Linked DNA regions of Mus musculus: regions 1, 2, 3, 4, 5 and 6 are each linked to region 7. The links are chromatin contacts, called in public Hi-C, HiChIP or PLAC-seq and promoter capture Hi-C maps. All regions are on one chromosome and are shown on one strand. The core of a region is the stretch at or near the end of the contact, and the rest is flanking DNA. Distances in the headings are between cores, read along the strand shown.

What was found. Promoter capture Hi-C pulls out the DNA fragments that hold promoters and counts their contacts. A called contact is a pair of places that touch in the nucleus more often than the background predicts. HiChIP or PLAC-seq counts read pairs in DNA pulled down with a chosen protein or histone mark.
Region 1: a contact with region 7 is called in an HNF4G HiChIP or PLAC-seq map of pancreatic cancer cells. The contact joins the enhancer-like site here to the promoter of Vti1a in region 7. A contact is called at or near these places in 2 of 39 promoter capture datasets (embryonic stem cells and pre-B cells) and 3 of 115 datasets of contacts at active chromatin or transcription factors (astrocytes, embryonic stem cells and pancreatic cancer cells).
Region 2: a promoter capture Hi-C map of pre-B cells shows a contact between it and region 7. The contact joins the promoter of Dusp5 here to the promoter of Vti1a in region 7.
Region 3: a contact with region 7 is called in an H3K27ac HiChIP or PLAC-seq map of extraembryonic endoderm stem cells, with 7 times the contacts expected there. The contact joins the enhancer-like site here to the promoter of Vti1a in region 7. A contact is called at or near these places in 2 of 39 promoter capture datasets (hippocampal neurons and pre-B cells), 4 of 115 datasets of contacts at active chromatin or transcription factors (acute myeloid leukemia, embryonic stem cells, extraembryonic endoderm stem cells and 1 more) and 2 of 9 other capture datasets (adipose tissue and embryonic stem cells).
Region 4: a contact with region 7 is called in a promoter capture Hi-C map of pre-B cells, with 2.9 times the contacts expected there. The contact joins the promoter of Ccdc186 here to the promoter of Vti1a in region 7. A contact is called at or near these places in 4 of 39 promoter capture datasets (the C10 cell line, liver, neutrophils and 1 more), 1 of 115 datasets of contacts at active chromatin or transcription factors (astrocytes) and 1 of 9 other capture datasets (liver).
Region 5: a promoter capture Hi-C map of pre-B cells shows a contact between it and region 7, with 5 times the contacts expected there. The contact joins the promoter of Smndc1 here to the promoter of Vti1a in region 7. A contact is called at or near these places in 5 of 39 promoter capture datasets (the HPC-7 cell line, cranial neural crest, hematopoietic stem and progenitor cells and 2 more), 2 of 484 Hi-C or Micro-C datasets (B cells and CD4 T cells) and 2 of 115 datasets of contacts at active chromatin or transcription factors (astrocytes and neural tube).
Region 6: a contact with region 7 is called in a Hi-C map of B cells, with 8 read pairs. The contact joins the promoter of Smc3 here to the promoter of Vti1a in region 7. A contact is called at or near these places in 3 of 39 promoter capture datasets (HPC-7-derived erythroid cells, hippocampal neurons and pre-B cells), 1 of 484 Hi-C or Micro-C datasets (B cells), 7 of 115 datasets of contacts at active chromatin or transcription factors (the 230-238 cell line, the NIH/3T3 cell line, astrocytes and 4 more) and 1 of 9 other capture datasets (adipose tissue).

The regions. Positions count from the first base shown.
Region 1 is chr19:53,730,445-53,733,323 of GRCm38.p6, forward strand. The region is part of intron 1 of Rbm20 (RNA binding motif protein 20); the gene reads left to right. Among named protein-coding and RNA genes, the nearest start is that of Gm30943, 22 kb to the right of the region's middle. Within about 2 kb of position 1,592, at least 99 of the 459 cell types and tissues checked have an H3K27ac peak or open chromatin away from gene starts, as enhancers often do. A contact at or near this core is called in pancreatic cancer cells, where this site is marked.
Region 2 is chr19:53,527,830-53,531,056 of GRCm38.p6, forward strand. Dusp5 (dual specificity phosphatase 5) reads left to right here and starts at 1,316. Exons shown (of 4, transcript NM_001085390.2): 1 at 1,316-1,867. The coding sequence starts at 1,489.
Region 3 is chr19:53,799,298-53,802,105 of GRCm38.p6, forward strand. The region is part of intron 1 of Rbm20 (RNA binding motif protein 20); the gene reads left to right. Among named protein-coding and RNA genes, the nearest start is that of Gm30890, 14 kb to the left of the region's middle. Within about 2 kb of position 1,479, at least 148 of the 459 cell types and tissues checked have an H3K27ac peak or open chromatin away from gene starts, as enhancers often do. A contact at or near this core is called in acute myeloid leukemia, extraembryonic endoderm stem cells and hippocampal neurons, where this site is marked.
Region 4 is chr19:56,820,647-56,823,766 of GRCm38.p6, forward strand. It overlaps Ccdc186 (coiled-coil domain containing 186), which reads right to left and starts at 1,553. Exons shown (of 16, transcript NM_170757.2): 1 at 1,342-1,553.
Region 5 is chr19:53,389,133-53,391,905 of GRCm38.p6, forward strand. It overlaps Smndc1 (survival motor neuron domain containing 1), which reads right to left and starts at 1,502. Exons shown (of 6, transcript NM_172429.3): 1 at 1,284-1,502; 2 at 171-290. The coding sequence starts at 290.
Region 6 is chr19:53,598,822-53,601,676 of GRCm38.p6, forward strand. It overlaps Smc3 (structural maintenance of chromosomes 3), which reads left to right and starts at 1,575. Exons shown (of 29, transcript NM_007790.3): 1 at 1,575-1,733; 2 at 2,662-2,737. The coding sequence starts at 1,719.
Region 7 is chr19:55,314,331-55,317,425 of GRCm38.p6, forward strand. Vti1a (vesicle transport through interaction with t-SNAREs 1A) reads left to right here and starts at 1,727. Exons shown (of 8, transcript NM_016862.4): 1 at 1,727-2,214. The coding sequence starts at 2,121. It overlaps Zdhhc6 (zinc finger, DHHC domain containing 6), which reads right to left and starts at 1,706. Exons shown (of 11, transcript NM_025883.4): 1 at 1,466-1,706; 2 at 1-442. The coding sequence starts at 237.

The sequences.
Region 1 (2,879 bases), core at 342-2,841, 1.6 Mb before region 7:
CCCTCCACCCATTTTGTTCCTTCTTCTTTTCTCCTACCTTACTGGGTTTATCTGGTTCATGGTGGGTCATCAACACCAGACTCCAGGTGACAAGCTTGTCTAGGTTTACAGGAGCTACACTCCCCCACCCCCAAGTCTCCCCTGTAGATAAGAACCGGATAGGAACAGTAGGTTTCATGCAAGTGTCTGCCTCGGGCAAGTTAGGTGGACATTAGCAACTATAAAATGATTCTTCAGAGTCCACTATGGGGGAGCTGAATGGATTAACATGAAGATGTGTTTAGCTGCCATCAGAAAACTGGCAGTCTGTGGATTAGAGGGATGTCTGACATTTACTTAATGGGATGACTGGAGGCAGATGCCCCTGGCTTGGTTTGTAGGCTCCACAATGTCTAAGGGGCTCAGAGACTGTCTACCTTTGGTTTTCATGCCTGGAGCCTTTTCTTCACAGACAGTGAGTGACACGGGGCCTGAGGGCGCAGAGACATCAGAAACCAAAGCAAGAAATAAGTTGGGATTGCTCCTTCCGGTAGGCAACAAAAATTCTACCTACTCTGGGGGTGAATGTTTTCAGACCTGTGGCAAGGACTCTGTTTCATTTTGTGTGTGTGTGTGTGTGTGTGTGTGTGTGTGTGCGCGCGTGCGTGCGTGCTTGTGCGTGCAACACCGTGTGTATAGATAGAAGTTAGAGGAGAAGTTTGAAGACTGGGTTCTCTCATTTTACCATGAGGGTTTCAGGGACAGAAGTCAGGTTATCAAGTTTGGTGGCAAGTGACCTCTCACCAGTCCAGAAAATGTCCTTTCTCGACAAAACCCATTGCGGAGACCTGAATTATTTGGGGCTATGATATGGTGAATTGAGACTCCTGTTTCCTTCTCGCTACTTCCGACTGAACCCCGAAAGGTGTCTTCTCACAGCCACAGGCTATGGAGAATTCTTTCCTACAACCTTTCTCCAGCACAGAGTTCCCAGGTAGACTTAATTTTCCTCAACTGCCCAGGCAGGATTCCACTGAGAACTCTACAGGTTATTTCCATGGAAACCAGTGAAGACAGACTCTCCAAACATACCACTGGCGCCTTGTATCAGCCTGGACCATAAGTGATGTGCTGGTCCCATCAATTACTCAGTGGGAACAGTGGGAACCGGGGCTCTCAGTATTAGGACTAAGGCACAGTGTCCCTCTGCTTGGACGTGTTCTGTCCTTTGAATGGTTGATTCTAGGCCTCCTTGGTCCTGTTTTGGGAAATGATTTTTTTTTCTTCCATATTTGCGTGTGCGTGTCCACACACAGGCCTACACACACACACACACACACACACACACACACACACACACACACTGGTGCCGCCCCACTTCAGCGGGAAAGGGAGGCAGTGATTTCATGACAGCTGTCTTTTTGATGAATGTCCTCCTGCCCATGTACACAGGCCATGACATTCCTGCCTTCCCTATTGATAATCTGAAAATCTTGTGAGTCAGGCTGCCTCACCACAGGCCTATCCTGGAATGCCACCGCAGCTCTGGGTTCAGTCTCCAGAGCCCGCGTCAGCAAGGCAAACATTTGCAAGAGCCTGCGGGATTGAGGCTGCTAAGGCAGATGGAATTTACCCCTGGGAGAGAAGAGGTCCCAGGCCTACGGAGTCAAAGAGCTGCAGGCCTGGGGCGTCTGTACTAAGCATGATGCAATTATGTGGTTTTGTTTCAGCCAGCCTCAGCCTTCCCTCCTATCCATCCCCAGACACATTTGCTTTTTGTGGCTCCTTAGCCCTTCCCTCTGAAGCGTGCCCCTAAGCGTGTCTAGCTCTTCCCTCTGGTTTCCAATCTCTGTTAAAGTGCTCAAAGGATTCATCTCCCACTGACTGGGAGGTTTTCCCCTGAGAATCTAGTCATTGTGGTTGCTTCCCTTAAAGCTGGGAGCATGGAGGGTTTTCAGTTGCCTTTGTCTATTGTGGGAAGGATTTGTCTTGTTGTTCTCCTAAGCATGCTTATCCATCTGTCCATCTTCAAGGTGAGCTGGAGACCTCACAGGAGGGAGAGTTCAAGGACCCAGCTCCCTGTGTCGGGATCCCATCATCCCTTCACCGTCGACCCTTGGTGTGGGCGGGCGGCAGTGTCCTGGCTGGTTTTGTGTCAACTTGACACAGCTGGAGCTATCACAGAGAAAGGAGCTTCAGTTGAGGAAATGCCTCCATGAGATCCAACTGTAAGGCATTTTCTCAATTAGTGATCAAGTGGGTAAGGCCCCTTGTGGGTGGGACCAGCTCTGGGCTGGTAGTCTTGGTTCTATAAGAGAGCAGGCTGAGCAAGCCAGGGGAAGCAAGCCAGTAAAGAACATCCCTCCATGGCCTCTGCATCAGCTCCTGCTTCCTGACCTGCTTGAGTTCTAGTCCTGACTTCCTTTGGTGATGAACAGCAGTATGGAAATGTAAGCCGAATAAACCCTTTCCTCCCCAACTTGCTTCTTGGTCATGATGTTTGTGTAGGAATAGAAACCCTGACCAAGACAGGCAGAAAGAGCAGTAACAGTACACACCCCGGATGGTGTTAGCAAGCAGTAAGTCAGCACTTAAGCACTTAACATGGTTCCTGGCATTAGTAAGCATCATGAAAGAGTTGTTTAATAAATAAATCTTGGGCCAGCAATGTAGCCCAGTGAGTAGAGTAATTGCTTACTATCTACGAAGCTCCGGCTGTGGACTCACTGTTGCTGTGGACTCACTGTTGCATGCCTGTAACCCTGCCTTGGCGAGGAGGAAGCAGAGGATCATGTGTGAGGTCGTCCTAAGCCTCAAAACAAGTTGGAGGCTAGCCTGGGCTACAGAGATCCTGTCTCAAAAATAATCTTAGGAGTTTGAGATAATTTGTTGTTGTTTTT
Region 2 (3,227 bases), core at 66-2,565, 1.8 Mb before region 7:
GCGTCTATATTGCTTAGATTGGCCTCGGGTTTTTGATATTTTTTTCTCAGTCTCAAAGATGCTAAAATTACAGGCCAGCCACTGAATACTCAGGACAGAGTATACAGTGATTGAATCGATTGCTTGAATGAAGATATGACCCAGAAGCAATGCCAGCCATTATTGTTGCTGGGCTGATTGATTGGATAGCAGAATGTGATTTCTGCTTTCTCCTTAAAAAAAAAAATCTCATCCACTTATGGGGGCTGTAAATGGATGCAAGGGTTTGGTTTGTTTTGTTTTCCATGAAAAGATAACAGTGAAATAGTTGGCAAAGGATTTGTAGGCAGAACGCATTTGCATCCCACGTGCCCTGACAGCTAGCAGAGCCCTCAGTAAATACTTGCAGAGGGGACAAATCACACTTAATTTTCCGGGAATGGGGGCAGGCAGCATGAAGCTCCCGAGAGAATAGCGGGGGCAGACAGCCTGGGATTACATTTTATCCACCATAATCCCACAAATCCAGAAGCCACCCGGACAACAGTTTAACTGGACTGAGCCTTACAGCTCCCCACAAGCTGCCCAGAACCACAGAGCTCCCGAGTCGGTGTATTGTTCGGGGGTGGGGGTGGGGCTTTTTGTTTTGTTTTGTTCTTTGAGGCAGGGTCTCACTATGAAGCTCGGGTGGTACATTGGAGAGAGCAATCTTTGGAGAGAGCCAAAAGGGGACTGTCAATCATCCGAAGTAGAATCCACTTGACGTCTCCGGCTCACCCATTCACAACTCCTCCTTTTTACTCTCAGGAACTTTTATTACGGAAAATTAAAAGGTAACAAAAGTGGGGGTAACGTGTTAGAAAGAAGCCCCCAGTATCAAGATGACCAAGCCACGCCGCATCTCGGCTCATCTCAGAGGCTAAATCTCCTTGCAAACGCAGACACAACCGGGAGCGACCGGAATCCGGGATTCACCGGGAGGCCCCAGGGGCTCCGTAGCGCGGCCACGGTCACCTCCTCTTCCCGCACGGCGTGGGTCACCTCGGCCTGGTGGCGTTCCTGACACTCCACCGGTAGTCCGGGGTGATGCGTGAGTGAGTCTCTCGGCGCCGGGCCCCCCGAGAGAGGGAGCGATCGCCCGCCACTTCCTCTTTCTCGCTCTAAGACGCCCTCTCTCCAGCCTGCTCCTTGGGTGGAGGCGGGTGCCCGCAAGCTCCACCCATGGGCGTGGTCAGCCAGGGGGCGGGGAAATACCCATATTTGGCCTTATATGGGCACTCACGTCACAGGACGCGCACTCATTCACATAAAACGCTGCGCTGCCGGCGGAATCCCCAGCTTTCTGGGGCAGCGAGCGGCGGGGCCGGGAGCCCAGCGAGCGGGGCGTGGAGAGCGTCGCGCGGCCCCTCGCGCCGGGCTCCGTTTGCAGGCCACAGCCCCCGCGAGGTGGCCCGCCCGTCCTCTGGCAGCTGTGGGGCGCGCAGCGTCGGGCCGCTGGGTGGCAGCGGCATGAAGGTCACGTCGCTCGACGGGCGCCAGCTGCGCAAGATGCTCCGCAAGGAGGCGGAGGCGCGCTGCGTGGTGCTCGACTGCCGGCCCTACCTGGCCTTCGCCGCGTCGAGCGTGCGCGGCTCGCTCAACGTCAACCTCAACTCGGTGGTGCTGCGGCGGGCCCGGGGCGGCGCGGTGTCGGCGCGCTACGTGCTGCCCGACGAGGCGGCCCGCGCTCGGCTGCTGCAGGAGGGCGGCGGCGGTGTGGCGGCGGTGGTCGTGCTGGACCAGGGTAGCCGCCACTGGCAGAAGCTGCGGGAGGAGAGCGCCGCGCGCGTCGTGCTCACCTCGCTGCTGGCCTGCCTGCCCGCCGGCCCGCGGGTCTACTTCCTTAAAGGTGAGTTCGTCCGGGAGCAGACTGCCCTTTGCCACCCTCCCTTGCTCCCCTGCACCCTGTGTTACCAGGCCCCAGGGTTACCTCCCTGCATGGGAACTCTGGACCGGAGAAAGTCACCACTTGCGGGAGTATGCACCCCGGGGTTTGACGTGCGCTTGGGAGGTCCTTGCAACACGTCAGCGCCCAGGGCTTCCTTCTCCCCACCCGCCTTTCCTCGAAAGCGTCTGGCATCCTGTCTGTCCTCTGGGTTGGGTGGGCTGGGAAGGTGCTGCGGGCGGTGCTCCCTAATAGTTCCGGGGGCCCAGAGCTCATGCTGGTCATTGGCGCCGTTGGCAGGCCACGGGGGTCGGAACCTTTCTGTACAGATCAGCGCGATCAAACAAGTTGAGACCCTCCCCCAGGAGAGTGGCGCCGCGGTGTCCCCTTTCTTCCCGCCTAGACAATTAGAGCACGTTAGGCTGTGTCTTGGTGGGCCTCTTGCCTTTTTGACCCTGGCAAGTCCCTCCCCTTCCTCTCCCTTTATTGCTTTTTATTGTTATCCTCCAGCCTCCTCCTCCTCCTCTCCCCAAATAGGCCGTTCTCAAGCTTAATTTGGGAACTGACAGCTTTCCCACCCCTTTCATCCTGTCATCCCCAGCAGGGGATTATCCTCAGAGACTACCAACCGGCCAACCTAGTTAAGAGAGGTGCTGCAGAGGCTGCAAAGATTCAGAGGAGATTCTGAGGCCTTTGATTTTAGGCCTCCGAGAGCTGCCTGCAGGCCCGACTTATTTCACCTGCTGTCGAGATAACTTTGGCTTCCGGTTGTGGGTGTGTGATTACTCTCAAACCCCACATCATTGATTTCTGGGTCATTTCCTGTGACTGCTCCTGCCTTCTAACCTCAAAAGTATGGGAACACTGGCCTGGGTGCAGGGGAGAGAGCTCTCAGATAGGGCCCCAAAACTCTGATGACTTGTCCAGGAACTCTGTTACGGTTCAGAATTCAGGTGCAGTGAGCTGAAGACCCAGTGTCAAAGCCATGCAAGTTGGAATTTCACACACTGTAGGCCAGGAAGATCCCAAGGCAAGTGGGTAGCTTCCCAGCTAATTAACACCTCTTGCTAACTGTTCCTTGTTGATCCCATTGGGAGATAACAGGTGGATGTTGCTGCAGCCCAGCTGCAGAATCTGCAAGGGTGGGTGGCCTTTTCTAAGCTCTGCAGCGGTCTCTCTCTCACTGTTAAAAAAATGAGGTAACATGTGTCCAGGTGACAATCTGAATAGCCCCAAGGGTGTTTAAGGAGATGTGTGTCTTCAGCCCACCCTAAAACCTAGTTCCTCCCCAGAAGCAACACCAATGAATTCTTCTTGGATAGTG
Region 3 (2,808 bases), core at 229-2,728, 1.5 Mb before region 7:
GTCTTTAACACTAGTACTTGAGAGGTAGAGGCAGGAGGATCTCTGTGAGTTCAAGGCTAGCCTGGTCTACAGAGTAAGCTCCAGGACAGCCAGGGCTATATACTGAGACCCTTTCTAATTCCCCAGTATACAAGGTCAAGAGACCTTGTTTCAAAAAACCAAAACATCAATAACAACAAAATTAAGTTGTTTATCTTTTACTTTTTTTTTTTTCTTTTTCTGTAGATACGGTCTTAACTATGCAGCCCTCGCTGGCATGGAACTCTCTTTATAGACCAGGCTGAATTCAAACTCACAGAGATCAACCTTCCTATGCTCCCTGAACGCTGGGATGAAAGGTGTGCATCACCACACCTGGTGCATAATTTTATAAAATAAAACGTATTTTAAAAGAAAGAAACATGAGTAGCTGGGAGATGAGGCTCAGTAGCAGACATGTGTTTTCCACATGTCCCCAGCCCTTCAAAACAAAGAAAGCCTTAAAAAAAAGAAAATGATAGGGTATGGGAGAAAGGAAGAGTGAGTATGTTATTCTTAGAGGCTACATTGGCCAAAATTGCCCCAGACTTGCAGGCTGGTTCAACACAGCCTTGCAGATACAAGCAATCCCGAGACAGTTATGGATGTGTAGGAGACTGTACCCTGTCTGTCATGTCACCATGTCACATGGCTGGGCCCCCTGGAAGCCTGTCTTGTGGGTCGCTGGGGAACGCATACTGCTTTCTCTGCACGCATGGATTTATCATTTCCCTCATGCACGTGCTGAGTTCCACTCCTGAGAGGAAAGGCAGTCCCACCCCTGTCAGTTAGAAAACCACCAGGCCCTCTTCGTGAGACTTGCACGCTGTCTGATAAGAGCAGTGCAGAGCACAGGAGACTAAAGGTCACATAGGGAAGTTGGGCCGAAAATAAAGCGCTAGACGCTCCCTTTAGTGACCGTGGGCAGTTATGCAACTAAAAGTCCTTTATTCTGTGGATGACCTCAGGTGGCTCACCATGTCTTTCCTGGTCTTGTGCTTTTCGTTTTCTGTTTGTTTGTTTTGAGACAAAGTCTCACTTACATAGCCGGGATTGTCCTCAAACTCTCAATCCTCCTGCCTCAGCCTCCTGAGTACTGGGTGGAGAAGTGCACACCACTGTCTGACCTATATAGTCTTCTTAGTGTAAACTGGAAATGATCACATTTGAACTCACTACCCATATGGTTCCTCTGGAGACTGATTGTGCGTGGGCGTGGGCGTGGGCGTGTGTGTGTGTGTGTGTGAATGTATGTGCATGCGTGTGCATGTGTGTGTTGCAGCAGTGGGCGACTCCTATTAACCTACCAAGTGAAAAGCCCAGAACAAAAGAGAGAACGCAGGATTATCATCGATGCTATGAATCATCTCGGAGAGCTGTCATGGTGATATGAATCACCCTATGGTAATGTTGTGGCAAAGGCCCAAACACGGGTTAGCAGCAGTGACCCGGTAATCTTGAAATTAGTCACAGAGGCCTAGCCAATGATGATCCAGCAACACCATTGTTTGTGAAGAGAGTGTGCAACAGCCCTCCCTGTCTCCAAGAAGGAAGAGACCCCCCCTGCTGAAGGCTGCGTTCCACTCTCACCCCCGCACCAGCCCTGGGGCTCCAGTCCTGGCTCTGCTCTCTTCAGGAGTTCGACTGGGGTTGGAACAACGAGACTTTTGTATTTCATCAACTTCCCTGGCTTTTGCTTTCCTCCCTGTGTTGGACAGGTGGGTTGTGACCACAAGATGATCTCTGAGACTCCTTGCTTCTCAGATCTATGACATTTAGCTAGAATTTCGAACTTGCAGCCCGCACAGGACCTGGATTGTCAGAGCTAGCATCTTTGTAACCTGGCATTTTGAAACCCGTCTCTGTGCTACATAGCCTGACCCAGTTTCTGAGAGCATTACAGGAAAGTTAGTTTTTCCCCTTTTAATCACCATGTAGTTATGTCATTTATTGCAGTCAGGGCAGACAATGGTACTGGTCCAGTAGGGTGCGTCCAGCCTTTCCACCCCCATTTTCTTTATATCTGGGGCCTTTGCACTCCTCCTGTCTGGTTCTCCTTGAAACACATTGTAAATAATATAAATTATGAATTACAGTGTTGTAGAAAACTTGGGGATGTCTCATAAGTTCATGGCACTTTCACCTGGAGGCATGGTGAGCTTCTCTGAACTCTTCTAAGATCTGCATATGTGCAGTCAGATTTAACTATGGAAAGATGAAGATCTAGGAGATATTTAGCTTCCAGGAGACAGCAGAGGCCCGACCCCTGAGCTGCAAGTTGCACTTGGGTCTCCTGTGAAGTCGTACCCACAGTGAACAGTAACTCCTGCCTGGCTTCATTAATCTCACCTGGACTATGGTTTATATCTTAGCACAAACAAGCAAGGGCGCATTTGTTACAGTCTGGAAAGTGAGCTGAGTTGAACTCAAGAGTGGTTTTAAATTCCCGAATCGCTTCTCTGGGAAGCCATCGTGCTCACTGTGAACAAAGTTGGTTTTGTTGGTTGGGCACTGACACGCTCCTGGCTTGTCTGCTGGTCAGGGGGACATCACCAGGGACGAGCATGTGGCTGCGCTGTACAGGGCCACAGCACGGACCTTCAACAGCCTTGCAATGTGCTGTTGCCTGGTTGAGGTCACCCAAGGGCTGTTGCCACTATCTCTGCAGCTTGAGCCTCTCTCCACCTCTGCTCTCTCCTGACAGAAGCTGCCCACCCCCTGCCTGCCCTTCCCTTTCTGTCTACTTTCACATCTCCACATTCTTAGCTTCCTTGTTTGTTGGCAGAGCTC
Region 4 (3,120 bases), core at 303-2,802, 1.5 Mb after region 7:
AGTTTTCTCAGTGAGGCTGCCTGGGCTCCCAACCATCACAGCTTCCTCAGAGAGCTGGGCTGAGTGTTCTGTTCATCACAGTCACTTTCAGGACTGAACACACTAAGGAATCAGCAGCAGCCATGCTGCCGCACTGCACAGCATCAAAGAATAAGTCTTTGGTTCCTGTGTGAAGGAACTAAAGGTTTATGAGTGCCCCTTCTTCTACCACTCAGGATTTCAGTCTGGAAAAAAAAAAAAAAATCAGACTGGGAAATGTCACCCTTACTCCATGGAACCTGTTCTCAATCAAACACCTTAAGTTTCTATTGTTTTAAATTAGAAAAGGCCTTCAAAAAAACTAAACACAGTCCCTGTGTCTTCTGGTAGCCTTCCAAAGTCATACTTACCTATTACCCTGTACAAAGGAGAAGGAAGGCCTTGGTGCAACAGTACAAGATTATGGCCTGCCCAAAATCTGCACATGGGAACATGGGAAGACCAAAAAGGAACCATAAAAGAAGTAGGCCAATCATTACTGTTGTTTCATTTGTGTAACCATTAATTAACGAAGAGCTAAAAAGTAGCTGCACACGGTGGACTTGATACACAAGACGCATCCGTTTCAGTATCACTTGTCTCTGGGTCCTTAATCTCCTTCACAATTAAGTGCACAAAGGCCACATCCACGCTAATAAACCTAACACTTAACAGACCGATTTTCCTTGGGATGGCTGGCTACACGTGCACTTTGAAACACTGTCATAACTGATTTGTTTCATCTTTTCCTCAGACAAGCACCCTGTGTACCACTTCAGAAGAAAGGAAAAGGCTGGGACATCAAAGGACCGTGCGTGACACTGGGTCTGAGACATCTTTTCTGGTTCGCTGTCATATTTTTTTACTGTAGTCTTTTCTGACTCTAACCCAGGTGTTCTGCGTACAAACCCGAGTCTCCTCTCTAAATAACAATCAAGATGTGAATATTGTAACAAGTTACGAATTGTTGGCAGCTGAGCCATCATTCTCCCCGCGCGCTGTTTCCCTGGGATTGCTACTTTGAGGATAGGTAGAAGGGGAGAGAGAAATCTGAAATGGTTTCCCTACCAAGGTGAAAATATATGAAAATACATCGGGATCTTTGGAAAAGCCGAACGCTGCGGACCGCGTCCCCGGAGATACCGCGCTGGTGCGGCGGGGGAGCGGCCGCGCCTCCGGGCACAGCCCCCCGAGGGCCCCGCCAGCCCCGTCACGTCCACGCGCGGAGTTGCGTACAGCCCGGGGCTACCACCCCGTCACGTCCACGCGCGCAGACCAGCGCTCCCCGAGCGCGCCCGTCCCGGACGCCCCTCGGCCACTCACCGTCCGTCGTCCAGCCCCGGGCCGCACCCTAGCGAGGCCGATGGAGCTCCGGCTCCAGGGCCGACGAACCCATGGCGGCGTGTAGCCGACGCGGAGTGGGTGAGGAAGTCACGCGCGGAGACCACTGCAGATCCCGGGCTCTCAGCGGAGGTTTTCCCCCAAAACCCCTGCGGAGCTGACACATCAACAAAGATGGCGGCGACGCCTAAGCCGGCGCGGCTACAGCTGAGGGGGCGGGGCTCCCTGAACGAGCCAATCAGCGCGGCGCGGACCGCGTGACGTTAAGCACCTGGAGGCGGGCGTGGTTTTCGAGGCGCCGCCTCCAGTCCTCGCGGTTTCTAGAGGCCCCGCCCAGCATCTCCGTGCCACCTCCACTTAAGCCCAAGGAGGCTGTAGCAGGCTGTTGTTGTCCGGTTGGGCCACTCTTTCCCTTTCCCGTCCCAAGCCGGTGCTTTCTATCGGAAGGAAGTTGCCATCTTTTTTTCTTCACCCTTTGGCCGGTCATCTAATGAGTCAGTGGCATAAAGTAATAAAAGAGAACTAGAGATTGTGGCTTCCCGGTTCTGATGGTGCAAACTTTGCGCTGCCTGTGGGTGAGCCAAGTCCGCAGGAGCAGCTGACTTGGGCATGCGAGCTTCATCTCTGGGAGAGAGCTCTGCAGGGTTTCCATAATAATAATTGACCTGGGATCTCCAAGTGGCACCGAGTGCCATTGTTTACTAGTAAGCTTGTTAGTGTGCTCCACGCAGAGGACCTAAGCCTGCCTGGGCTGCGTAACCCATCCGGTTGCATGGTTGCACGCAGGTTGTATATTATAGTGACTAAGCCCAGTTGGAGGAGGTAGGGAAGGTGAGCAGTTTTAGTCTGGAGGTTTTGCAAACCACCTCTGTCCGGAGAAAAGATGTGTTAAAGTTCTGGGCCGTGTAGACAGTTGTAAGTGAAAATAGTTAAGACTCGTCTTCAGTGGCAAGTTTGTAAATCCAAGCATATTACTGTTAAATTACTTTCATAATTGCTGAGGAGGAAAATCTTCAATGTGGTATATTACTAACCCTCTGTCTTTTTTTAATCAGAAAATGACAACTCCCTCCTCAAATTATGGTAATGTATTACAGTACGTTTTACAATTAAGGTGCGGTGGTGACTTGAATAGACTCATGTATTTGAATGCTTGGCCCATAGGAAGTGGCACTATTAGGAGGTGTAGCCTTGTTGGACAGGGTATGTCATTGTGGAGGAAGGCTTTGAGCTCTCATATAAATGCTTGAGCTACACCCAGTGTGAGACATATTCGGTCTCCTCCTTGCTGCCTTCCAATCAAGAGGTAGAGCTCTCTGCTCTTTGTCTCTAACCCTAACCCTCAACCCCCTGCACACTGCTGTGCGTCCCAGCGTGATAATAATGGACTAAACCTCTGAACCTGTAAAACCAGCCTTGATTAAATGTTGTCTTTTATAAGAGTTGCCTTGGTGTGAAGAGTGTCAATTCACAGAAATGAGACCCTAACTATGGGTTGAGCCGGGAGTAGTGGCTTACAATGGTTATCCAGGCATTTGGGAGGTGCAAGTAGGAACCACTTAGGGTTTAGCCTGCAGGAGACCCTTTTCCTAAATGCATACGTATATACATACATGCATGCATTCATACAGACATACATAGGTTTTCTTACTTTGAAAAGAATGGCTGGACTTTAAACATTCCTAGTAAGGTATGTTATCCCAAAAGGAGGGAAGACACACTGAGTTGTTTATCTGTTCATATTGTTAGAAGTAACATTAG
Region 5 (2,773 bases), core at 252-2,751, 1.9 Mb before region 7:
CCAAGAGGAGCTAATGTGAGAAGCCTCAGTACCTGTGTACAAACAAGCATATACACGTGGGAGCGCCTTCCTCAGATGCTTTGCGTGCCTACGAGTCTTGAATGCATACTTTGAAAAAGACAAATCCTCTTCTCAAACAACCTCAACTCCAAGTGTCCACCTGTACTTACTTGCAAATCCTTCTTCAGTTTCAATAGATCTTCATTTTCTCCATTTCCAGAAAGGGCAGCTTCTACTTGCTGGAGTTGAGCTTTGTAGCTAGCCAACTGTTTTGCTAGATCCTCTGACATCTGAGGAAAATAAAGGCCCATAAGGCAAGTCAAATATCAAATTACAAAAAAACAACAACAAAAAAAAAACTTCCTCTGACCTGTCTAATTTAAATCACTCTTGCTACAAAATTCAAGTTCCGTTCATCACCATTTTAACTTTATTCATATTTAACTAATCCACAAACTTCAAGGCAATTAAATTCTAAAGACTGCAGATACGGCTGGTCAATTCTACACAGAAAGAGTTCCCCCGGAAAAATCATGCTATTAAAAAAGAAAAAAAAAAAAAAACCCTGCTTCTTCTTTAAGTATCATATATCATAGGAAGACAGTGTATGTCAATAAAGACTGCGACATACTTTTCAAAAGCTGAGAAAGTCAAAAATCAAGAGAAATTAAAATTCGCACGGACGGGTTCTTCCCCCCAGTCAGAGGAAGCGGTTTTCGGTTAACTACACCTTCGGCGTTTCCTCGCCTTTCTCTCCGGTGGAGGGAACCGCTCGGAGCGCTCACTCTTCCTTCACACGGAGGTCATCCTAGAAACCCGCCTCTCGCCCAACGCAGCTCGGCGTCGCCAGGGGTCCAGAAGCCCCTCTGGGCGGCCGCGGGGCAAACATACGGGTCCTCGGGGGACACCTCCGGGACATTCCGGCCCACCGGAAGCCTGGAACCCCGGCCGAGTCTTCCCGTCCGCGCGCGGGCTTCCCCGAGCCCGCTGGAGCCCCGGTCCACCATCTCCCACCAGGGAACGCAGACCTCCGCGTCCATGGAAACCGCCGAGCCCCGCACCCTCACAGAGGCTTCCCCCAGACGGCCACGTTCGCCGCCTCGTCCCGGAAGCCCCCACGCAGGCCGGGGCCGTCCACTGGGGGGTGCGAGAGCCGCTGCCTCCCCACACTGCCCTGGCCGGGCCCAGCTCTGACGCCGGCGCCCTCGCTTCCGGCCTCCGCCTCCACCTCCACTCCAGCCCGAGGCCCGAGGAGGCCTGACTCTCCCTCAGGGGCTCGTTACCTTGGGTGGGGCTGGGGTCGGGACGGCGGGCAGGGGTCGGGGAGGCGAGGCGAGGCGAGCGGCGTCAGGGGCGGCTGCAGCCGGGAAAGATTTTCCGCCGCGACGAGCCTCGGTCGGAAAAGGAGAAAGTCCGCCAGCGAGGGGGAGGGGAGAGAAGCCGGCCTCGGGCAGGAGGAGAGAGAGACAAGGCGAGCGAGATCTCGCGAGACCTACGGACTCTCGTGGAAAAGATGGCGCCCGGGTCACATGACCCTCGCCGCCCTCTCAGCAGCCTGCGATTGCAGCCTCGGAAGGCGGAGCGGGTGTGGTCTGATGGGCAGGAAGTGACGTGTCTGGGCCGCGCCGGGGGCAGAGGGCATGTTCGTTTTACGTCAGTTCCGCCTCGTGCTGGGAGCGGCAGCGAGTGGTTCTCTGTGGTGGGTGTTGTCCTCCGGTTCCCTGCGGCGTAAACTCGCGAGCCTTTCTGCCCAGCCCTGATGAGATTTAGTACCGGGAACGGGCTGGGAGTGATGGCGGGTGCCTTGTGTCCCACAGGGAGGCAGATGGCGGCGGCGGATCTGAGTCTGAGCCCGCATAGCGAGTTCCAGGCCAGCCAAGGCTACAGAGCGAGACCTTGAAGTCAAGAGAAGGGAAGTTTTTTGTTGTTTAGAAAATAAATATAGCCAATAAAGATAGAGTGATAGAAGTGGAACGGTGACCATTTGAGGTGCTTAGGCATCACCCATGGTAGGTAAAAGCCATGTGATGTAAGAAAATAGAGAAAGGTAGGATGTTTAGAGTCAAAGCTGGCAATCGCTCACCCAGCGATCAACTTCAGCATCACTAGTTGTGAGACAACCTTACTTTATGCATGTTTATGACCGAGTGACAGTCAACATGAAGTGACTGTCACCTCTGAGGAAGTATAATCAAAGCCCTTTTGAGTTTAAAGGAAATAATAAGCATAACGTGTTGAATGTCCGTGAGGAAAGAAACACCCATCCAGAATGTGCGATTTTTTTTTGACTTAAATAATTCAAGAGTAATGTAATTTTAATGAGAAATACCTCCCTTCGTCTTGGCCATTTGGAGTAGTTTAGAGGTGTTCCCTGCCTTGTGCAGATTGGAGAGGTTAAAGACACACACACCACTTAAATTTGAGCTCTCGGCGCTGTATGTGCAGTTTGATGCCGGCTCACAACAAAATACTTCAGCCATCATGTCCTTGGCCTGCTGCTGCCCCTGCCCGGCCATTATAGACTCACTCCGGAGCCATAAGCTAAAATAAAATCGTTAAGCTGCCTTGGTCATGGTGTTTTATCACAGCAACAAAGAAGGAAGCAATGCTATTAAAAGGAGTAAGGACTGTTTTGGATTAGAAGATTAAAAAGATGGGTATGGTGGTGCCTGTGTGTAGTCTCTGTTGTGCCAGGAAATGTTCATGAGCCCCCCCCCAAAAAAAAAACCACCAGGGAGCTGATTCTGATGCAATTGAACTAGGTTCTTTTGTT
Region 6 (2,855 bases), core at 325-2,824, 1.7 Mb before region 7:
GATGAATTTGAACTTTTGATCTTGCATCCACCTTCCCAGGGTTCTGGGATCACAGATGTGTGCCACTAGGCTACCCAGTGCTGGGGAAGCGTCTAAGACCTCCTGTATGACAAACTAGGGCTTTACCAACTGCACTGCAAACCCAGCCGTCATCCTGAGGAACTGAATGAAGGCTTAGAATTCTGTTTATAATATACCCCAAACCCTCACAAACTGACAGGGGTAGAGGTCCTTAACTCCCAAAATGAAATTTTAAATTAAATTTCTTTCTTTCTTTTCTTTCTCTTTTAATACTTTTTCTTTTTTTTTTTTTTTTCCCTCAAACTTTGGGTGGAATTTGGCCAGAGTTTCAGATAAAGGATTCCCAGTAGGGCACAAGATTTGCCCTTCCTCGTAGACATGTTGAGGGTGAGAACTGCCTCAGGAAGCAGGAATGGTGACCAGGACCTTATTAGGTCGTCCAGGTTTGTTTGTTTATTTCCCAGTAGGCAATTTTAGAGTTGCCCAGAACTCTACTCCCTACACTGATTGTATACATTTAGCCGGGCAGTGATGGCATAAGCCTTTAATCCCAGCACTGGGGAGGCAGAGGCAGGCAGATCCTGAGTTTGAGGCCTGCCTGGTCTACAGAGCGAATTCTAGGAAAGCCAGGGCTAAAAAAAATCCTATACATTTAGGGACTGACCCTAGTACCTACCTATTTCTTTTCTTTCTCTCTCTTACTTTCTTTTCGAGACAGGGTTTCTCTGTGTAGCCCTGGCTGTCCTGGAACTCACTTTGTAGACCAGGCTGGCCTCGAACTCAGAAATCCGCCTGCCTCTGCCTCCCGAGTGCTGGGATTAAAGGCGTGCACCACCACCCCGGCTCCTTTTTTTTTTTTTTTTTCTTTTTTCTTTTTTTTTTAATTTACCTATTTCAAGAAATTTATTTGTGGCAATTGTACAGGTCTTTCTATAAGGAGTTTAAAGTCATCCTTAGCTACAAGGTGAAATCGGGGCTTGGAAAACTAAAGACAACCTCCCTAAATCAATCCCTTCAAATGTCCTAGCGTCCTCCAGTTCTCTCAGAGCCGTCAGGAGGCTCGGAACCAGCAGGAGGCGCTCTGAGCTAATAAAGAGAATAATGGAAGCGCGGAGGTTCTGAGCTCAGAACCCCAGGCAGTCACAATGAGACCTACATTCAAGTCGGGCGCTAGGCTGACAGGCCACGTCCTTTTTAAGCGGCCCGGCGACCACGTGACCTCCGGCGCGCTCGGCGATTGGCTCCGCTCGTCTCACTCCAGGCTTTGGCGCCGAGCAGGCCCCGCCCCTCACGGGCGCGACCATAGTCCGTGCGTCCGGAGGTAGTTCCTGCCGGCCTCTGGAGCGGGGCTCCTCCGAGTCGGACTCCCAAGTGATTCTCAGCAAAACAAGAGGATAAGAAAATCCTTTTCTCAGATCAGGTCCGTCTAAGAGGGCCGCGGGAGAGGGGCCTTTCCTACGCGACAGAGTGGAACCGGCCCAGACTCCCCCTGCGATCCGCATCGCTTCCATCGTGGTTCCGCCCGACGCGCGGGCCCCGCCTCCGCGGCCGCCGCCATTTTGTTTGGCCACAGGGGGAGCGAGCGGGAGCGAGCGGAGCGCTGTGAGGAGGGGGCTGTCTTGCTCGTCTTCCGAGCCTGCGGCCGCGCTGCTGCGGTGCTGAGGCGACGCCTTCCCCCTGCCGAGGGGCGCGGAGCCATGTACATCAAGCAGGTAAGGGCCGTGAGAGGCGGCGGGGTGTCCCGGAGCGCGCCGCGGGTGGGTTAGGGCCGGCCTGGGCTTGGGGGGGCGGGGAGGAGCGGGGCCCTGACGAGCCGAGCGCCGGGCTGCAGTCGGCGCTTTCCCCCGGGGCGCGGTGCGTGGAGCCGAGCGGAGCCGAGCGGGACCGGGCGCGGCGGGCTGCAGGCGGAGGCCCGGCTTCCTCGGGCGCCGCGGGCTGCTGCGAGCTGCTGGGAGGCCGCGTCGTTCTGCAGGCAGGCATGGCGGTGCATGGACCGCCTTCGCGAGGCCCCGGGCTGGGCTGCAGGCTCTCTCCGCCTTGCCTCAGGCTTTGCCCCAGCAGGGCGGACCCTCGCAGCAGGTCGCGTCGCGCCTGCTCACTCGGTTGTTTACTTCTGTCAAAATGCTCTTCCCGCGCGCGAGCGCCGAGCCCCCGGGACACGCGCTGGGCGACGTTTTTCTATTGGACGGGTCAGGCTCGGAGCGTTGCGATCCTATCTATCCCCTTTTCACTTAATTTTTATTATCTTATTTCTTTTTCTCAATGGACTCATTGGGGCTGGCCAGTGGTTTGACTGAAGGATGCCCTCTCACTGGGCTCGCAGGCTGGCAAGCTGCGACCAGCTCGCTCGCCCGCCCGCTCGCCTGCCTGCTGTCTGGACCTTTACTGTCGTGCAGAGCTCGGGGTCGAAGCCGCTGGGTTTGGAGAGCTTCTCCCAGAGCAGCCCTGCACCAGCAAGGGTTGCAGGCCATGTCGGAAGGGGTTTAGCGAATCTTTAACTTGCTTGCTCCCGATCGCAATGGTCTCCGCCGAGTGGACCGTTTCTGTCTTGCCTTGCGTGAGAAGCAAGAGACGGAGAAGGAAAGAATGTTGCCCTAGAAGTGCTTTCTGTGTTCTCAAGGGTTGTCTCTTCTTTAATAGGTGATCATCCAGGGCTTCCGAAGTTACCGAGACCAAACAATTGTAGATCCCTTCAGCTCCAAACATAATGTCATCGGTAAGTAAGTGTTCTTGGTTTACCATGTTAGACTTAGAATTGCTACCGATAGACGTGACAGGCCAGGGGAGACGGGAGTTGTCTTTGAATGTTAATATTCCTCCATGGGATTACCTGT
Region 7 (3,095 bases), core at 477-2,976:
ACCAGCAAACATGGCATTGAAGTAATTATAAAGAATCATGACGGTCCAATTTATCAACATGATGAAGTTCACACTTCCTCCAGTTGTATGTAAGGGCCAATACCACAAGACAGAGTCGATCATGGCCATTGTGGAACATATTGCTATAACACCCAGGGCTATGATGGGACCCCAATGACACAGTCTCCTTAAGTCTTGAAGATTTTCAAACTTGATTACTGAGCAGAATATGCCCATCTTGGTGAAGAATGACTTCTTTCTTCTAAAGAACTAGAGATCTCCTTTTCCTGTGCACACATTTCTGTGTGCAACAAGTCCATGTGTGTGCCTGAGCTGTCATGCCTTTGGCTGAAGGGTCACTGAGGTGGGGTATGTCATTTTCAGTTGTGGCCTCCAGAACTCTGTATCTCACAGGAGAATATAGGTTGATTTGAAACACAGCCTAAAGAAAACAAGATGGGAAAACTCCGTTTAGAAAGTCCATATGCCATTTATTTAATATTTAACTCCAAGGAGCACTTGACTCAGCACCTCGAAAGCACACTAGTGTGGAGTTCACCTCTTATCGAGAACAAAAATAATTACTTTGGACCTATCCAGAATACAGTCCGAGCTTGAAGTGCACGAAAACCGGACATATTAAACAGTTTTCCTCTTCTGTTCAAAGTGCCAGAAAGGATCGACTACTCCTAGCTTAGTGGATCGTTAGAGAGAACAAAGACTTAGGGAGCTGAGAAGCAGGGTCTTATCTAATTATCACGTATCTAATTCTTCCTAGAACAGAAACTGGCTTAGAGAGACTGTGATTATATCGACCGACCAAGGTCACAAGTAACAGCTAAGTCCAGAATAGAAGCACCAAACTTCTTTTTTAGGACGTTCTAAACTGCCTCCCAACGAGTTGTGAATTAACTGTGACATGCTCTACGCATATAATACTTTGTGTATTAATAACTGGGCACTTGTTCTCCCAAGCGCCAACATTAGCAATCGATCGGGGTTAAAGGTACAGGAAGAAGGGTGAGATTAAAACGAGAAGGCCGCATGTGTGTGCGCGAAAAATCACAACTGAAGCAGTGCACGAGAACGAGCACAGAGTGGATTTAAGCGGGCGGGGGGGGGGGGATAATTCCCTCCGGGGCCGAGGGAGAAGGGAAGAAGGCACGCACGGGGAATAGTTGTAGACCTGAGTTCTGAATGGAGTGAAATGAGCCGGGAAAAGACCTATGACACATGGGTATGACGTATGCGTAACGGATTCCCACGGAGCAGATGCGCCAGCCCGGTCGGTGCCTGCCTCAGTTTCCCGCCCATGTAGTGGTGCGGGATGCTCTGGGATCTTCACTCACAGGACAAACGTCTTATTAAGCGAGGTCTGGGCTCGATATTTTGGAGATGCTGGGTCGACTAGGTCGAGGCGAAGACCGCCTCGTAAGCGGGTTGCACCCCCTGCGGTGACTCCCACCTCAGTCTGGTCTCCGGTGCCCGCTCCACAGCCATCGCATTTCCGGGACGGCCCGGGCTCAGCGGAACAGATTTTCTCCTCCTTATAGCTCTGTCATGAGCGCTTCAGTCTGAGCAAGCCGAATGCGAACCCTGACGGCGAGACCTGCGCGGGGAACTCGGACCCGCGCGTCTCTGGTTCACGCGGCCGCCGTGAGCCTCCCGCTCGGGTCCTCGGCGCAAGCTCCGCCACAGCCACTTCCGGTCGGTGCGCGGCGTCAATCTTCCCTCGGAAAGCCCGCGCCTGCAACTTAGAGTTTGGGGGCGCTCCAGCCGTTTCTCTGGAGCTGCAGTGTGGGGGACGTGTATTCTGTGATACCCGAGAGCATGTGGGCTTTCGTAGTCTTTTTTTTTTTTTAGGGGTCACCGAAAGTGAACTTTTTCTTTAGTTTTACGTTCGAAGATTTGGGTGGAAAGGAAAAGGCGCAGGCAGCGCAGTTTCCGGAGGACAAGGACTGCGTAGAGCAACCAGGAAGCGGCAGGGCTGGGAGTTGTTCCCGGTTCCCGCTGTGCTGTGGAGACTTCTTCACAGGGTCCCTGCGCCGAGGCCGGGCGCCCTTGGCGAGTCCCGCTCTGAGCGCTAGAACCCGGCTCCGGCCGGCCGTGCCCGAGCTGCCATGTCTTCCGACTTCGAAGGGTACGAGCAGGACTTCGCAGTGCTCACTGCTGAGATCACCAGCAAGATTGCAAGGGTCCCTCGGCTCCCTCCCGGTGAGTACCCTGCCCGGCCGGGCGGGGGCGGCCTGGAGAGCCGGGGGCCGCGGAACGCCGCCTGGGCACGCGGGGCTCGCTGGCGCGAGGCTGCTGTGGGTGGTGCTGGCGGCCCGGGGAGGGGTGCGTTCTGGGTAGTAGGTTGTGATTGGCATTAAATGTGCTTCAAATGCAAAGCACCTTCTGCGTGGAAACCATTTTGGGGGGGTGGCGCCTGTTTCCTACCCCACCGCTTTTTAAAAGCTTGTATAGCCTTGGAAACATTGCTCTGCATCTTGATTTCTTCTTTTTTCCTTTTCTTTTTTTTTTTCTATCTTTTTTTATCTTTTGTAAAATATGAGTATTCAAAGGAACTGTGTGAAAGTATCAAGATTGTGGATCTGTAAATGCAGCAGCAGCGTTGTCGTTTTAGTCAATAATTCTGTTATCCTTATTCGTGGCACACTAGAATGACGAGCTAGGATGCCTGAATTCAAGTCTAACCCTTGCCACTTAGAAGTTGTCTCCTAGGCAAGTTTTCGTTATCCTTCAAAACTTCCTTCTTGGTTCGAGAGACTCGTACCTCTCTCAGGGCGGTTGTGAAGATTAACTGATACGCAGCTGTGAAGCCCTGTGTCTTAGCTCTTGTTAGGATTCCTATTTTTCAGACCTCTGCCCTGATTCTGTGATTCTCATCTTTCTTGGGTATCTATAACCCAGTTTTATATGAAACTTCGTACAGGACAACTTTGCTCACTTTTACAATTCAGCATCCTCCAGGTATTACCCTGCATGCTAGGTTGTCAACAGTGGGAAGGTGGGAGCCTTGTCTGATTTTCTTGACATTTCTTTTCTAAGGGCTCAGATTTTTTTTTTTTTTTTTTGTGAATAAGCAAGGGATT